2 separate regions of the Podarcis muralis genome follow, and region 1 is linked to region 2. A link is a contact called in public Hi-C data. All regions are on one chromosome and are shown on one strand. The core of a region is the stretch at or near the end of the contact, and the rest is flanking DNA. Distances in the headings are between cores, read along the strand shown. Region 1 holds the start of DYNLT3 (dynein light chain Tctex-type 3). Region 2 holds the start of RPGR (retinitis pigmentosa GTPase regulator).

Region 1 (6,198 bases), core at 3,425-5,924, 140 kb before region 2:
ATCATTTGGGGACCTGGGTAAAGAAAGTGGGTAACATATATAGTTTGGGTGAAATGATCCTAATTTCAGGAAGTACCTATTATATACCTATTATATCCTGGGGGCTATATGTGGGCTGCCAATTCAAACTGCCTTTCAACTGCAGCATAAGGTTTCACAACAATAAGTGAAAAGTCATTTTCTTTCATGAAGTAGTTTGCTTCAATTCTGCAGGCAGGCACTTACCATCAGTTGTGGTATCCCAAAAACATGAGCTTGCTGTATGCAGACCAGCTCCACACTTCTGCATCACTGCACAGGTTACTGAAGACAGAACAAAATCTCATGTTTATCAATAAAGTAGATTAATCAATCAGACTTCACTAGTCCTTTATACAACTGAAAGGACTAAGTGGTGGTTAAAGTATGAATTAAAATCCCCTGCCTTTTCCCAAAAACAAATTCTGTTGAATTATAATATTTAAGTTGCCACTATGCTGCAAAAGCGTGATCCTTTTTCTTTAAATTTCCTCTATTTAAGAAAGCCACGAGACATATTCCTCCTCAAAATGGTGGACTGCTTCCTGAACAGCCCTGATATTCTAGGCTTATGAAGTCTGTTGAAAATGCCTAGCTAATTTTCTGATGCAGATAATCAACAGCAGATGACCAATAAATGCCATGGGAATCTGAAAATGGAGCCCACCCCCCTCGCCAACCTGCCACATCCCATATTATTATAGTAAAATGCATAATAAATTGGAGCAAAACTGCCTTCGATGCTTTCACGAAGGTGGGTGGGGTGCAGCACATAGAACCTTATATGCCTCACGCTACTAACAAATTATATAGGAATGCAGGTGGCGCTGTGGTCTAAACCACAGAGCCTAGGGCTTGCTGATCAGAATGTCGGTGTTTTAAATCCCTGCGATGGGGTGAGCTCCCGTTGCTCGGTCCCAGCTCCTGCCAACTTAGCAGTTTGAAAGCACGTCAAAGTGCAAGTAGATAAACAGGTACCACTCTGGCGGGAAGGTAAACGGCATTTCCGTGCACTGCTCTGGTTTGCCAGAAGCGGCTTAGTCATGCTGGCCACATGACCCAGAAAAACTGTCTGCGGACAAACGCCTGCTCCCTCAGCCAGTAAAGTGAAATGAGTGCCACAACCCCAGAGTCGTCTGTGACTGGAATTAACTGTCAGGGGTCCTTTACTAACAAAAGTAGGCCTGAAATCATTTTCTCCTCATTAATTGTAAAATTAATATTAACTGCATATATGCACAGAATCTTACCAATGTACTTGTATGTTTTCCCCAATTTTACCAGTTGTGTTAAAGATTGTTCTACTATAGCTGCAGTCCACTGATTGACATTGTCGTGATTGTAATCTGCCTTGCCCAGAACACCTTCTATACACTAAAAAGGAATAAAAATCTGATTAAATACAAGTATTAAAAATAGATAGTAGTATAAAAATATATACTTTTAAGCCAGCCCCACTTTGTTATGTAAAGGGACTCAAATGTCAGAAAGAGATTCTCATTTGCCTCTTTTCCTAGGCTAGAGCTCCTAAATGGAGGCACATAAATCAGTAACTGAACTGTTTACACCATTCCCATCTCAGTGGTAAGAGTCATGTAACAAACATGCAGAATCCAGAAGAGCGTTTTAATAATCTGAATTTCTTTCCCAACAGGACTAAAATATCCTGCTGAGCTGGATATATTATTGTAAATGCTACAATTCTGAGTTGCTGCAGCATTGAAATTCAGACAGGGTGGTCCTATTGCCTCAGTATACTGAGCAGCTTCTCTGCCGTGGGCCACAATCAAACAACAGTCAACATAACAGCTACAGAAATAAATCCAATTGACTTCAAGGGCAGTTAAACAGCTCACCTGCACAGGACTGCCATCTCAGTCACCATTAGAAATTGTGTTCTACGGCGGGGGCGGGTTAGCAGAATTCAACAGAACACATACAGAACACTTAGCGCTACTTAACATTACAGTGGAGTGTTATAAAAGGCAGTATCCAGAATTGTTTATTTTCATGAATCAAAAGGGTTCCTTCCATTCATGGAATGATTCCAGTACAACAGAGGCTTCCCTCTAGCACAAGTAGGGGAAGTGATTTCCCCCTTATACCCCTTGCAGGCCCTACTGCCACCTCCCAGTGTTCCACAATGTCCACACTCCCTGGAGAAGATTGTCAGAGGAGCAGATTGTCAGAGGACTGCGGGGGGGGGGGTGAATTAGCAAAAATCACCCTCTTCTGTCAGCAAGAGAGTATGATCAAATCCATTGGTCTTGCTATTAGAATGTACAAAATAAACATCCAATATTGAAAATTTAGTATAAAGAGTTTGAATCTTGCTAGTGCAATCCTATGCACGTCTATTCAGAAAAATGCGCCATTGGATTCAATTAGCTATATTCCCAATAGACGTCCATATGACTGCAACTCAAGAGTGCAATATTAAACCCAGCAAGGGAGGATGCCCCACTAAATATAGTGGGACTCAGTTTTGAATAGGCAAGACAGGATGTCTGGTGCAAGTCTTTCAGGGATACCCATTATTCCTGGAAACAGAAAACTGTCACCAAAATACATAAATACTGTACTGTATACTAAAATGTGCAACTTACATCTTTAATAACACTGTGCGCTTCTTCAGCATTGAAGGTCATCTGTAATCATATAAGAGATTTATTTAATTAAATTATTATTTTTATCACCCTTCATAAAATTTAATTATAGAGCTACTTACGCATTTTAGAATACAAAATATAAAACAATAAAATTGCAGCTGCCACACAGGTTTTGGAAGAAATAATGAACCAAGACAGAATTTATTTATTCAAAAAGCCCACAAAACTCTCCAAAACAAGGTCCATATATTTATAATCTTCATTTATTCTGGCGATATCACCAGCTCATGAATTTGATGCATGCGGCTGCTGCATAAATGCCAAGTTCTTGTATCTTACTGAAAACTAAGTGTGTTATTAAAAATCACAATCACCAGAGTCCCAAATGGATTTTACAATCACACTATTTCTGGCTGTGTCCTGAAATTCATGCATCAGCATCTAAGGTCTATGTCAAATCTATATCAGGGGTCAGCAACCTTTTTCAGCCGTGGGCCGGTCCACCATTCCTCAGACCATGTGGTGGGTCGGACTATATTTAAAAAAATAAAATAAAAAATGAGCAAATTCCTATGCCAAATAACCCAGAGATGCATTTTAAATAAAAGGACACATTCTACTCATGTAAAAACACGCTGCTTTCCAGACCGCCCACGGGCCGGATTGAGAAGGCAATTGGGCCGGATCTGGCCCCCAGGCCTTAGGTTGCCTACCCCTGTCCTAAATGCTTTGACATGACAGTCAGACCCTCCAAAGGTTGTAGTCAGCATAGTTCTACTTAGGGTAGACCCACTGAAATTAAATAGGCTTAAACACAGGTCTGTTCTGATTATGTTTGGCAATGGATACAACTCCAATTTTTTAAAAACAAAACAAAACCAGGCTAAACATGTCACAGAATCAAGGGATAACAACAAAGGGAAGGGTCTGCAGGAGAGGGAAAGTGGGGAAAGAGCAGAGGAATTGTGTGTCTGCTGCCACATTAGAAAGATTCCCTGGATGCACACATAAAAACCCATCATACCAGGGAGAGCGCTACCCTTTCTCTTTTACACCATCCTTCTCTACCTGCATGAGGTTTTGTCCTCTCCTTTTTCAATTGTGTGCAGAGGGCGGCAGGCACTCAAACACGGGATTCTTGTCTGACGCGCTCCTCTTCCCACCCCCTCCTCCATCCTCCCTTGGCCTTAACCTTGGAATCCACTGCACTTCCAAATTGGACTTCAAAGCAATGACAGGCTCTTTTCACTACCCTATTTTGTTACCATCACCACCACCGTCTGCCATTATTCTGCAGTGGCCTCAATTGGCAGCGGGGGCGCGCGCGCGCAACCCTCCCCGTCCACGTGAGGACCGGCGTCGCAATGACAGCATTCTTGGGCGGACCAAGCTTCCCCCGCCTACGATCCCACAAGCGGCGCTTGCGATTGGCTGGGTGGAGACGTACACAAAATAAATAAATATTTTTTTTAAAAAAAAGCCTTGAGCCAGGTGACATTTTTATGCAGACCAGGCCCACCCACGTCGGAGCGAGACTGAAAAGCGCAAGCCGGCCTCTTACGAAGTCATGGTTGTTGTTGGGGGTTTTTTTGCGCCCCTCTCCTCCCCCCCCTCCACGCACACGCTTTAAAGCGGGTGGCAGGAACGGGAGGCGCCTCCGCCCCCGCGTGTCTGGAGTCGGGGGTCCCTAACCTAATTACTCAAGTAGAAGCGCGCGCCACGGCCAAGCGCCAGATCCTTCCCTGCGCTGCGACGAGGAAAAACCAGGTCACTGCTGCCCGCCGGGGCGACAGGGCGCTTGGGCTGGGGCGAGGAGGGCGCCCCGCTCCCGCTGGCCGGGGGAGGAGGGGGAAGTCCGTACTACCTCGTCGTTATGGGGGTGAAACTCTTCCATGGCCCCAGGAGCTGCGGCGGCGCGTCCCTATTCCCGGCAGTGGCGGAGGCGGCCCTGGTCCTCGCCCTGCTCCGCAGCTCCACCTTCCCTAAGCCGGAGGTGCGCAAAGAATGGCGCCACCCCCTCCTCCTCCGCCAGCTCCCTCTGCCGTCTGAAGGAAGCACTGGAGGCTCCCTCGAAGATGCCGCGGCCTCGCGCACACGCGCCTGTCGCTGGAGCTGCGCTGCCGACGCAAACAAGCTTTTTCCCCCAGCGCCCGCACGACGTCGAAGCAGCAGCCCCCCGTTTCCCCCTCTTCACCATGGAAAATCCGATTATTTAAGGTGCCAGCCACCCGTTTGCGACATCCCCCCCATCTGGAAACAACACTTGATTCTTAGCAGGGTCGAGGCTCATTCTTGAAATCTGTCTTCGATACCAGGGCTGAGTGCTGGAGTATTTGTGAAGAAAAACGTCTCCTGCCACTTTCAGGCTCAACGCGGCTTTTCAGGGCATACACGTGTACGTACATACGCAGAATGACGATAAAACGTTTTGGGGCAAAGGGCATAGCCTTTAGGTGGACTTCAGCCCCAACACTTTTTAGCAGGGGTGTCATAGTTGCCATATATTGCCTGTGATGTTGCTGTTAGCTGCTTTGAACCTGGTTTGCCATGGGAAAGTGACAAAGAAAAAAAGAGAGGAAGATGGAGATTTGGTCCATAACTGAGGTCTGTCCCACTCATATGACCCTTTAAGGGGCAAAGGGGCAACATAAAATAGAAATACACTTTCCTGACTTCCATTCCCTGCTCCTTTAGGCCCCAGGCTAAAGGGATGCAAGTGGCAGTGCACTTAATTCCAATTAGACTAATTCCTAGTCTCTGCTGCCATGTTTCTTGGGGGCGCCTCTGCTCCTGCCAGTTTGGAGGGCTTGCGGGAGGCAAGGGTTGTTCTATGACGTCCCAGTATTTTTCCTTGCAGCCCAATCATACTTCTGAACAGGGAAGAAGTAGGGTGTTTCCATTTAAAGATATGGGTTTTTTGAATATATGATGGGAAGGAATTACTGCAGGCTTCCCTGCAAAAATATTCTTAGTGTTTTGTATTAACTCACCCAGGGCCAAAATTTCTCCCAAGATGCCCCAATTATGAGTCAAAGATCATTTTTATTTCATTTATTAATTACTTCCCATGAAATATCCCAAAGTGATTAAACATAAAACATAAAAGTAGGGAAAATGACAACAACAAAAAATACAAAACCAATTTCAAATCCAGTACAGATACCGTAAAGATTGGAGTAAGTCTGCATTAGCTTCCAGTGGGCAGAACCACCTTTAATCTATCTTTCTTTGCTAAAGTGGCTTGAATCAACAAGTACTGAACCATGCACAGGACTGGAATTCACAGGATTGAGTCATGAGTAAAGTCAATTAAAATGACTTCTTGTGTTGATATGAAAATGGTTGTAAGAATCTCTCCTTGGTGACCAGATAGTGATTGCAAAGGACCAATGATCTTTTGTAAAAACCATGGCTAATTCTTTATCATTAGTGTTCTGTTTACAGTGGTGGCAAAAATCAGCTCCAGAGGTGTGGTAAAAATAGCCATGATATCTGACTTTGCCTACATATCTCTGTGCTTGGTGCTCCCCATCACACAGAGAAAGAAAAGCCCTTAATTGCAAATACTAAG
Region 2 (6,007 bases), core at 46-2,545:
GTGCTGTTGGGTACAGGTGAGATTCCTTATTTCAAATTGGAAACACAAGTAGCAAGAAAACAAACAAAGGCTGCAATCCTAAACAGTTATCTCAGAGCAAACCCTACTGAACTTTTATGAGATTTGCTTCTGGGTGCGCATTAATAGTATCGCTCTGTTAAAAAGTTTTCCTGGGAGCAGGTGAGGCCAAAGTGGGAACATTTTAAGAGCTTGATGGATCAGGCCAATGGTCCATCTAGTCCAGTGTCCTGTTCTCACCATGGCCAGCCTGTGGGAAGCTGGCAGGCAGGACCCAGGCAGAAGAGCACTCTCCCCTTCTGCAGTTTCCAGTAACTGGTATTCAGATGCATATTGCCTCCAACCATGGAAACAGAGCCTAGTCATTCTGGCTATTAGCCATGAATAGACATATCCTCCTTGAATGTGTCCAATTCTTTTTTTTAAAAAAAAAGCCTTCCAAGTCACACTGCCTGCTGTGGGAGCGAGTTCCGAGTTTGAGTATACAATGGTACCTCAGGTTAAGTACATAACCTGAAACTGTTCTTAACCTAAGGCACCACTTTAGCTAATGGGGCCTCCTGCTGCCGCCGGAGCACGATTTCTGTTCTTATCCTGAAGTAAAGTTCTTAACCTGAAGCACTATTTCTGGGTTAGCGGAGTCTGTGACCTGAAGCGTATGTAACCTGAGGCATATGTAACCCAAGGTACCAGTGTACACTACATGAAGAAGTGTGCGACAGGCCCTATATCTGACCTTTTAACCATTTTCCTCACTCATCTGGAATGAAACATGTGGCCTAAAAATAACGCCCTGAAATACAATGTGCCACTCTGCATAATGGGGCTGAAAACATTGAGGGCGTTTTACTTACTTGGAAATAAGTCCCTGAAGTAAATGGGACTTACTTCTGAGCAAGCACGGGCTAGGAAATGGTTCAAACTCTCCTGAGTCTGAAGCAAATTCCCTACTTCTCCCTGCCTCTACCATGCAATACGGAGGAAATAAAGAGCAAAGTGGGGGGAGAGGAGAGAAAGACAACAAGAGGCGGCGGGGAATCTGCCGCGCGCTCGCCTCGCGGGGCCCGCCGATGACGACAGAAGCAGGCGAGGGGCGCCGGCACCAACCAACTAGCTTCCCGAGACGAGGGGGGGACGGGACTGGGACTCACCGGGCACCTGCTCCTCGGCCTCCCCCATGACAGGCTCGAGGGGGAGGCGCCTAGGAGACAGAAGGAAGCGCGAGCAGCCTGGATCCCGGAAGTAAACAAACCGCCTGCCACTAGCAACGGAGGCCGCTAGAGCAGCGACCATAGAGAGTCGCCGCAAGCCGGGCTAGAGCGTCTTCTCCAAGTACCATAGAGGTTTTCTTTTTAAAAAAACAAAGGAACAAAAAACCCTCCTCAAAATATTGCTTTTACGAAAGTTACCGCCTGAATAGTTCAATAGCAATTAGCAAGACTCCTCCATGAGCATTGCAAAATGGTGGGCACCGAGAACAGGGGGCATTCCCACTTGGAAACTTTCCAAGGGCATTTCATTTATTACACGTTTATACCTCCCGTATAGTAAAAGGTCCGTAGAGTTAAAGCTATGGTTTTCCCAGTAGTGATGTATGGAAGTGAGAGCTGGACCATAAAGAAGGCTGATCGCCGAAGAATTGATGCCTTTGAACAACAACACCACCTCCCGTTAGATCATTGTTCGCTGTGCCAATGTTATCCTCACAACCAGCGCTTTTCTCCCCTAGAAAAAGAGGTGCAGGAACTCCCAGGAGTGAATGGCCCAGGGTCACCCGGCGAGTTTCAAGGGTTAGCAGGAATTGGTCAAAGTCTCCTTAGTCCGAAGCACTGTGTAACATTGGCTTTCTTTGGCCAACTGTTGGAAATCGAAGACTCACAGATTCATAGAGTTGGAAGGGATCCCAAGGGTCCTCTAGCCCTACCCCCAGGCTAAATATATCTATCTTTAACTATGAAAGAAGCTGCACCTATTGAATGTCAGCCTTTTAAAAACATGGAATAGTTCCTCAGTTTGCTTTCTTTTTGATGTATATTTTTTCCATATAAATAAAAATCTAAAAAATAAATAAATGCCTAATTCATATAATAGTTATCCCCCATAAATAGGAGAGAGGAAAGAAGACTGCATGAATTGGGTTTCTGTAAGGCTATGAGTCTGTGTGGAGCAAGTCCATCACACCTGTAAGACTTGGTGTCTGTACTTAATACCTGGCATCACATGTAGGTCTCTCTGTGGTGGAGAGGAGGGAGTGGCCCATGAGAAGACCTTTGGCAGCCTAGTAAATGCCTCGACTGGGCTGTAGATTTTGCTGTGTGTTTAAGGACAAAACCCATGGGTTTCGCCACTCTCCTAACTAATGACACTTATCCATAGTATTTGCATAAGATTATATACCGTGAATTCCTGAGCAGATCTCACAACTGCTAGAGATAGCACTGTCTCGTGATAGTTTTACCTTTGCTCTTTCACTGAATGCATTCACTATTTCACCTAAGTTTAACAAGGTGACTATAACTATATCTTAGCATTTGGTAAATATGCTGTTTAATGTTCGGTCCCTGTTCAATGTTGGGAATGCAAGCAAGATCAGCAAGCACCTGGTGCAATGTATTCGGTAAGTGTTTAAATGCTACACAACAACAGAGCTGGTGGAACATCCTGGGCTGTCTACTCCAGTTTTTAGCAACTACAAGACTGCTGATATAGGCAAATCATAATCTGTCTCTGTTGCTTAGCAGCATTCATTCATAAACCAAGAAACTAAAGCAAAGAAATTATATAGGAAAATTGATATGTCAGAGCAATTACCATCACTGTTTTTTGTTTGCAGATGCTGTCTGACAATTTCATATACTTGAAATAAATTTGCATGCTTATTTCAAACCCAATAGAATTGTATTTTATTATTTATCAATAGCTCCGACTCTCTCTGGAGTAGTTGTGATCATGTGAAGGCTTCTTTTCGTCGGGGTGGGAGTGAGCACCCTTAGAAATATCTGTTGCACATCCTGCTGAGTGGGGCTCTGGACTTCTGTTTCAAAGTCCTGCCCTGATGGCACCATAACTTTATAAAGAATAAACTGGAATCATTTATTATTTTGTTAAATGTCTTTTGTTGTTTTCACTTGTTTTGTTAAATACTGACAGAATACTTGTTTGCAGCAGCAAAAATGTTAACTAGGAAGGCTCCTGATATGACCACAGTATCTGAATGGCATTGTTCAAATCCCTAGCTATTGCAGATATGGAAAAACCAATGGATATTGTGTGACTACTGGGGTGTGTGGATGTGGATGTATGAAAGCAAATGTTGTGAGCATACTGATCTTCTTTTGTTTATTATTGGAATGTGCATTGTAGAACACTGGGAAATTGTTATTATTATTTTGGTAATTTTAATGGGAGCATATAAATGAAGGGAACAATAATTTTCAAATGACTTACAGTCCCATTATTAATATATAAACACAACACCATTTGTTCTGATAAGGGGGAGTGGGGGTGTAGGGATAGTGATGGTAATAATAATAATAATAATAATAATAATAATAATAAAATTATTTATTCCCCGCCCATCTGGCTGAGTTTCCCCAGCCACTCATGGTAAAAGTAGTGACAGTGCCACATAGTGCAAACAGAGGCAGAATCTCCCCCTACCCCATGCACACATCACCAGTGGTTTTCCCAAGTGTAATTCTTCACACGTTTCCATAGTAGCAATATGCATATATATATAATACTGAAGAACAACAAATTATTTTATTTTTCTTGATTATTTACTCAACTGTTCACTGGTATCCTGGTGCCATGCATTTGTAGAGCATTGTGCCTTTGAGCCAATAATCTGGGACCACAACTTGACAGTGGTTATTTCAGAATACAAAATTCTGAATTATGAGGTAGTTGAACTTCTTTTGTCATTTCCCTTGGAGATACAGGCATGGGCCACAACCTACTAAAACTCCCACCCAGTTGAAAGGCCAGGACCTTCTGACACTGCAAAATTATTCAGCTGAAGACATCAAATATTTGTTGTGGGTGGCAGCAGATCTGAAGGAAAGAATCAAATGTAAAGGAGAGGTATGTAACATTTGCAGTATGAATTCTCTTACCCCCATGTCTTTTTAGTTGTACACATGGCCTTAGCCACAATCCATAGCTATCATGTATCTGCCTTCTGGTTTCTTAGGAAATACTGTGTTTTTATGTGTTTTCCCTGAATTCAGCTTCAATCCGGATTTATAAAAAGAACCACCTAGCTTTGTTTTAAAACACAAATGTGGATGCTGCCTAGTTTGGGATTTGAATCCTTGATGGTAGGAAGGAGAGGACAGGAAAAGTCAGGGGTCAGCAATTTTTTTCAGCAGGGGGCCGGTCCACTGTCCCTCAGACCTTGTGGGGGGCCGGACTATGTTTTTTTTGGGGGCGGGGATGAACGAATTCCTGTGCCCCACAAATAACCCAGAGATGCATTTTAAATAAAAGGACATATTCTACTAATGTAAAAACACGCTGATTCCAGGACCGTCCGCAGGCCGGATATAGAAGGCGATTGGGCAGGATCAGGTCCCCGGGCCTTAGTTTGCCTACCCTTGGGGGAAGTAGACCATGTGATCTTCAAGGTGAAATGAAGATTCCTACCCTCCACCCGCAAGGTTTAGAAGGGTTGTGTTTGAGAAATTGTTTGGGGTTTCAATGTTAAAAAGAAAGAAAAAGAAAACTTACCATATTCTAGAAATATAAATCTAACCAGAACTGAAATGTATGATGATGAAAAACATCTTTGGCATATTCTCCTATCTTACAATTATCTGGGGTAGGGGAATCACATTTATATCCTCTCTCTCTCTCTCTCTCTCTCTCTCTCTCACACACACACACACAAACACACCAGCATTCCCAGTTGGGGGAGGGGCAATTGAGTCTGTGTCGTGTGTGTGTGTGTGTGTGTGTGTGTGTGTGTGTGTGTGTGAATGCAGATATGCAGTTTACATGTCAGGTCAGCTCTCAGCATATTGGCGGGGACAGGGTGTGTAAAGCTTCAGTGGAATTCTACATGCAGAGCAGCACTAGAGGGAGTAAAGAAACTACGGTAGTAACTAGGTCACCTCCAAGGCACAGAAGTCCTGAATGTGACAAATTGACAGGATAATTGCCTTAGACTGAAACAAGTATTAAGATTTCATTTTTCTAATGGAGCCCTTAAAGTAAGATACAAAAGTGAAATATTAAATACTTTCAAAATTCAAACCTGTATTCTTAGGTTTTATCAGGTTTTGAATAGTTACACTTTTTTTTATTTCAATTTGGCAAGAACTTCTAGGATTTGGCCAGCTCCTCCAACTGTGTTGTAATAAAGCCACTCTAAGCTTAATCTAGGGACGCGGGTGGCGCTGTGGGTAAAACCTCAGCGCCTAGGACTTGCCGATCGCATGGTCGGCGGTTCGAATCCCCGCGGCGGGGTGAGCTCCCGCCGTTCGGTCCCAGCTCCTGCCCACCTAGCAGTTTGAAAGCACCCTTAAGTGCAAGTAGATAAATAGGTACCGCTTTATAGCGGGAAGGTAAACGGCGTTTCCGTGTGCTACTCTGGTGCCGGTTTGCTAGAGCAGCTTTGTCACGCTGGCCACGTGACCCGGAAGTGTCTCCGGACAGCGCTGGCTCCCGGCCTCTAGAGTGAGATGAGCGCACAACCCTAGAGTCTGTCAAGACTGGCCCGTACGGGCAGGGGTACCTTTACCTTTTTAAGCCACATTAGGGACGCAGGTGGCACTGTGGGTTAAACCACAGAGCCTAGGTCTTGCCGATCAGAAGGTCGGCGGTTCGAATTCCTGCGACGGGGTGAGCTCCCATTGCTCGGTCCCAGCTGCTGCCCACCTAGCAGTTTGAAAGCACGTCAAAGTGCAAGTAGATAAATAGGTACCGCTCCGGTGGGAAGGTAAACGGCGTTTCCGTGCACTGCTCTGGTTCGCCAGAAGCGGCTTAGTTA

What was found. A called contact is a pair of places that touch in the nucleus more often than the background predicts.
Region 1: a Hi-C map of tail shows a contact between it and region 2, with 3 times the contacts expected there. The contact joins the promoter of DYNLT3 here to the promoter of RPGR in region 2. A contact is called at or near these places in 2 of 3 Hi-C or Micro-C datasets (blood and tail).

Annotation. Positions count from the first base shown.
Region 1 is chr4:60,085,395-60,091,592 of rPodMur119.hap1.1, reverse strand. It overlaps DYNLT3 (dynein light chain Tctex-type 3), which reads right to left and starts at 4,674. Exons shown (of 5, transcript XM_028727416.2): 1 at 4,492-4,674; 2 at 2,625-2,666; 3 at 1,269-1,392; 4 at 226-303. The coding sequence starts at 4,521.
Region 2 is chr4:59,938,125-59,944,131 of rPodMur119.hap1.1, reverse strand. It overlaps RPGR (retinitis pigmentosa GTPase regulator), which reads right to left and starts at 1,295. Exons shown (of 18, transcript XM_077927383.1): 1 at 1,170-1,295. The coding sequence starts at 1,197. It overlaps OTC (ornithine transcarbamylase), which reads left to right and starts at 1,274. Exons shown (of 10, transcript XM_028727410.2): 1 at 1,274-2,635; 2 at 3,954-4,101. The coding sequence starts at 2,559. It overlaps LOC114596182 (a long non-coding RNA gene), which reads right to left. Exons shown (of 4, transcript XR_003706444.2): 4 at 3,967-4,071.